2 separate regions of the Mus musculus genome follow, and region 2 is linked to region 1. Evidence: chromatin contacts called from public HiChIP or PLAC-seq data. All regions are on one chromosome and are shown on one strand. Each heading gives the region's core, a stretch centred on a gene start, on an enhancer-like site or on the middle of the called end of the contact. The rest is flanking DNA. Distances are from core to core; before and after follow the strand shown. Region 1 has its middle 3.7 kb from the start of Gm35130. Region 2 holds the start of 4921513I03Rik (RIKEN cDNA 4921513I03 gene).

What was found. HiChIP or PLAC-seq counts read pairs in DNA pulled down with a chosen protein or histone mark.
Region 2: a contact with region 1 is called in an H3K27ac HiChIP or PLAC-seq map of embryonic fibroblasts, with 13 read pairs. The contact joins the promoter of 4921513I03Rik here to the enhancer-like site in region 1. A contact is called at or near these places in 5 of 39 promoter capture datasets (the 3T3-L1 cell line, 3T3-L1-derived adipocytes, the HPC-7 cell line and 1 more), 1 of 484 Hi-C or Micro-C datasets (muscle stem cells) and 2 of 115 datasets of contacts at active chromatin or transcription factors (embryonic fibroblasts and embryonic stem cells).

What each region holds. Positions count from the first base shown.
Region 1 is chr10:120,721,294-120,724,068 of GRCm38.p6, reverse strand. No RefSeq gene overlaps it. Among named protein-coding and RNA genes, the nearest start is that of Gm35130, 3.7 kb to the right of the region's middle. Within about 2 kb of position 1,393, at least 23 of the 459 cell types and tissues checked have an H3K27ac peak or open chromatin away from gene starts, as enhancers often do. A contact at or near this core is called in embryonic fibroblasts, where this site is marked.
Region 2 is chr10:120,764,324-120,767,098 of GRCm38.p6, reverse strand. It overlaps 4921513I03Rik (RIKEN cDNA 4921513I03 gene), which reads right to left and starts at 1,367. Exons shown (of 3, transcript NR_038000.1): 1 at 1,261-1,367.

The sequences.
Region 1 (2,775 bases), core at 144-2,643:
TGGAAACTGTTAGAAAGATCACCACCTTTCCCAGCTCCATCCCCTGTTGAAACTGGCAGTGTCTTGTGATCCACTCATGCCATGTGCCCAGTCTTTACTGTCCTCTTTAGAAAGTCAAAGCAAACATCTGGGAACTTTAGTGAACAGCCCAGGCTCTAAGGCTCTCAATGAAGTGGCTGACACAAAACTAGGCAGACTCAGTAACTACCTTTTAAAGAAAATGATGCCTTTTGGCACCTCCATTATTTTAGCCCCTTCACACTTGCCTGTCACTTACAGAAGAAACATACCAACCAAAGGACATTATAGAATACGTATTGATTATCAATTCTCAGAGCCACCATTCACTGAGTACTAGTTAATTGTTTTCGTTTAAGATAAACTTTCAGGTTAATTCTGCTGAAATCCAGAAAGCCGGGGGTGGGGTGGAGTGGGGGGCTGTACATGTAGTACTATTTACCAGAGAGATGAGGACATCTTCAAAGCCAATGGCAGAGAGAGGATGAAGTTTGGATGTGGAAAGAGCATTAGGAAGCCAAAGGTGTTGTAGCTCCTTGAATGGCATAGAACAAACAAGACAGAGATTATAAAGACAAGAAGGCTCGAGGGGTGGCAGAGTGTGGGGATTACACCAGGAACGGTAGAAGGATAAAGCTTAAATCGGAGTGGGCAGTTGGCTGCATATGCAGCCATACCCAGCAAGTCTATCCGCCTATCCATCACCATCCAGAGTCGTCTCCACAGGTCAAAACAGCTGTCATGAGCTGGTTGGATACAGGGCTGTTTAAGCAGTTGTAAATGGGATGGAACTGGGGGTCGGAGACCACACCAAATACAGCCAGTACCTTGTGGTGAGTGCCGTGGGAAGCTCTGGCTGGGCCCTTGGCTCTGTCCATTCCATCTTTTCTGTCTTTCCGTCTCCACTCCATCCTTTTGCACCTTCCTGCTGACCTGGCCCCTCACTCCGAAAGCCCTGCAGGCTGAGAGACCTCAGATGCGCTACTCTGCTCCACCCACTTTCCCACACTCAGGAGGACCTTGGGTGGGGAGGTTGGAAGGGATCAAGGAGAGCATCCTGCTGAGATGAGGTCGGAGGCAGCCTGGACATCAAAGGTACCCAGGCCGCAGAGCTTGGGAGGAGGGCAAGGCCCCCTAACAGAAGGAGCCAGAGAGTGTTCCTTGCTGGCTCCTCTTACAAGGAAAGCCTCTCACCTTGTCTTTGAATTAAAATGGGAAGCCAAGATTTTTTATCCCAAAGGCTATAAGGGAATTCTTAAACCGCAGGTGTCAGTTTCTATTAAAAAAAAAAAATTAAGTTTCAGACCTCTGGCTAGTGAACGTCTGAGAGAGCAGTTGAATGAATCATTAACTCTGTTTGGATGCTTCATGTAGGTCAGTCAGACTTCCTGCTGCTCACTCCGGGAAGCACACTCCAGATTCTTTAGGGAGAGACAGCACGTTATCCTCTAGAGCATCTCCAGCCCTTGATTCGCAAGCAGGCTGCCTCTCACAGCAGCCATTCTGTGCGATCAAGCCCATGGTGAACCTCTAGGGACTCATTTCCTAAGCTATGTTAATAATCCTAACATTCTTAGGGAAGCCAGTTCCCTCACAAGTGGTAGGATGCCCAGCCTCTGTGGGGAGAAAATTTGAAAAGGGACTTCCTAACGTCCCCCCAAACGACAGAATACGATCACCTTGCAGACCTCCTCTGCCCCCGCCTCCACATTCCTCTTCACTTATATAGCCGTTGGGTTTCAATGGGAAAACCAAAGCCAGGATACTTGCTAGACACCCGACAAATGCCAGTTTGGGGTGGGAGTCTGAGAGGACTCTGGGTAGGAGCTGTCAGACCCGGGGATAGCTGCTCCCAGGGAGACCCAGCATTTTAGCGCTCACAGAAGGCGCAGGCGCACAAGGTCTTCCATCGTAACCCCAAGTTCTCTCCAAGCCAGCCCCACGGACTCTGGCAGGATAGCCTAAGGTGATAGGATTGGAAGGAAGTTGGGTAGGGAATTGAAGGCACTGTGTCCTCCCTCCCTGACTCCGGCTTCAGGTAAACGTGTGTATTTAGCTACAGCCACAACCACGAAGTGCCCCCCCCCACTCCCTATCCCCGAATGTTTTCTTGGAAGTCAATTAAAACAAGGTGAATCACAGTAGGAGATAAAAACAAATAAATGCCAGCTGGCTGAGGCTTACCAGCCCTTGACTGGTTTGTTTACACATAAAGAACAAAACAAAATAAGATAAAATAAAACACTGTCATCTTTCCTCATAAGAGCTGTAATTAGACTTGTGCCTCGCACAAGACAGAGAATGGATCCCAGTGCCCGGCGGGAATTGCTGTTGCCTCAATTCTCAGCGTTCGGCAATTTTTTTTTTTCGTTTGGCAATTTGTTTTTGCTTGTTTGTTTGTTTGTTTTGTTTGGTTTGGTTTTTTTTGGTTTTTTTTTTTTTGGCTTTGTTTTGTTTAATTTGACCATTTTCTGATTCTGCCAGGAGGCATATTTTTCTCTCTAGCGCACATCTCTAATCAGTATCTACCTCCATGTTTCTCTGGCTGTGGTATAGTTAGCAGAAAGAGCAGGGTTCCTGGGGGCAGGGATGGGGGAGGGGAGGGGAGGGGAGGGGAGGGGAGAGAGAGAGAGAGAGAGAGAGAGAGAGAGAGAGAGAGAGAGAGAGAGAGAACTCAACAATCTACAAGCTGGATCACAGTGGCTTGTGAGGGCCACATCCCTTAGGAGAGACTTGGCAAACCTGGGTCAAAAGACT
Region 2 (2,775 bases), core at 118-2,617, 43 kb before region 1:
CTGGGAAGGAAAGGAGACTTGGAATGGCCAAACTGCTGAGTCTTTGGCCTTTAAAGCTGCCTACAGATAGCTATGAGACCACTCAGTGAGCTGCCATCCATGATGGGGTGCACTTTTCTGTGATGTGCCTGCCTTTGAGTCAACCCTGCTCCTGTGAGTAACCCCTCGCCCATCCTCCTGTTAGCAGCCCCGATAAAGACTAACCGACAGAGCTAGTCAGACTCTTGTGCAGTGTGCTCTGGTCTTCGAGATATAAGCTCTTAGAGTGAAAATAAAATCCTAGTATTGATCATAGTCTGGCTTGCCTAATGTGATGGCCATGACTCACACAACCGCCATACCTCACGTGAAGTCCGGCTCCATCTCAGCCAATGTGGAGCAGTGGTGGAGCACAGTGGCAGATTGACAGCTGCCAATAACGGCAGCTCGTCTCAGTACCACACAATACCACCATCCTTTTCACTCTGAGAACAAACCAACTAGACCGAAGGCCAGTGAAGTGGAAAAGACAGATACGACTCTTATCTGGGAAACCCGTGGGAACAGTAAGAGCGGGGCTTCCCGATCCTGTATTTGTTTTATGGTGTTTAGAGGAAAGTGGGAATTTCCATCCTGCTGAACCTACAGAGTTATCCTGAAATAACATTCTTTGCTCGTTGTAAGGAGATGATGGTACTTAAGTTTGTCTGATTCTGTTTTTTTTTTCACGAAGAGATTTAAAACCTTGGAGAAGAGTGAAGGGCGGATCTACTCAAAGGATTCTGGCAGAGGGCCTGAGAGATGCCTCAGCAGTTCAGAGAACTTGCTGTTCCCCCGGAGGTTCTGAGTTCTGTGCGACCACTCCTAACTCCAGCTCCAAGAGATATGCGCCCCCTCCTGACCTCTGCAGGTAACAGCACATACACACAGACACACACACACACAGACACACACACACACACACACACACACACACACACACACACACACACACAGCAGGCACGAGTGCACCTATCCTGTAAGCCATCATAATGGATTACCTCTGTAATATACGTTCTATTGGATCTGTTCCTCTAGAGAACCCTGAGTGATATGCCCCTCGAATGCCCCTCAAAGTCTCAGGTTTTGAGTCTGGCAGTTTTGTTGAGAAGTAGATGGATAAGAAGGATACCAACCACACCAACAGACCATTCTACTGATGACTTCATCATTGAGTGTGTTTTTGGGAGGTATGACCTAACTGGAAGTGGCGGGTTGGGAGGGTACCTTTGAATGGCTTACCTTGCCCGAATTCACATGCTGTTACCCAGCTGCAGTGAGATCAGAAGCCCTGCTCCACCCCGACTGCTTTCCTCCACATTGTTCTCTATTGTTTTTCCAGCAGCTGTGACCAAATGCGAGAGAAGGAGGTTTTCTTTTGGATCATGGTTTGCGAGTATAGTTTGTCACAATCATGAAAGCATCGCGATGGGAGTGGCTATCAGGCATGGCAGTGGGAGTGGCTATCAGGCATAGCAGTGGGCGTGGCTCACAGGCATGGTAGTGGGAGTGGCTAGCAGGCGTGGCAGCAGAAGCATGAGGCTGCTGATTCACATCTCAGCGGACCAGGAAAAGGAGAGGAGGGAATGACGGAGCTCAGAGGCTTTCTCCTCTCCCGTTTTTTTTATCCAGCCAAGTCCTCTTTTTATCCAGCCAAGTCCGCAGTGCATGGGAAGGTCTCTACTATGTTCAGGAAAGGTCTTACCCTCTTAGTCATTCCTCTCTAGAAAAAGGCTCACAGATAAGTTCAGAGGTAAGGTGTGACTCACTAATGCCTTGGTGGTTTCTTAATCCAATAAAGTTGTTGATCAGAGTTAGACCATCACATAGTCTGCATCACTATAATTCACAGACAAGGGAACCAGGTGACCATAGGACTGAAATAACTAAACTATGAGCTCAAAGGAAACTGTTCTTTAAAGTTTTTCTCCGATAGTCTTTGAGTTTTTGTAGTACCTACAACTAATGTACAGCTATCAATGTATAGATATGTTTCTCCTGTGAGCTGATACTCTTATCCTGTTCGCTATTATAGGATGGAGCTGGAGCCTTCAGCAGATGCTGAGGGAAGGTTTGAGGCTGATCCTGGGTGCAGAATTGTGCCCAGTTCTTCCCACCTGATTGTTCATCTACTGCAAACTGGGGCTCGTTTTTCCCTTTGGAAAAATAATCACATTTTGCTGCATTGGAAAGCATGGCTAAGATTGATTCCTGCAGTAATTTAACAGAACCTGAAGCTTTATAGACCTTCTGTCTACAGGACTTCTGACTACACAGAACGTGTCTTTAGGATGTGCCCTTCTTTTCCCTGTTCTGATAGAACTGACTGTGCAAACTAAGGCAGCTTTCAGATGCTATTCCACTCACTGGCAGTGCCATTTGTGCCTCTGAACAGCAACAGGCTGAGGTCTTCCAAAAAACTAGGGAAGAGTGGTAGATCCAGAGGTCTGAGCCTCTCGATTCCTGGGGTGGACACGTTAGGGTGTCTATTGTGAAAGACCGGGGGGAGTGAAGATATGCTCAGGAGATCCCATGGGCTTTGAAGACCTTTGGCATGGCTCTCCATTCATAAAAAGCTGCTTCATTCAGAGCTGTGGCTTCAGAAGTCTGGATGCAGTCAGTTCCTGGCTGGCTGGGAACAAGGAGTTAACTTGAGGCTGGTTCTTCCTGCATGGGTCCAGCCAGCAGCTGTTCATCATAAGCAGGGTCCTTTCATCCTGACAGCTTTCTTTCCACTCAGGGGGAGTTGCCCTGGGA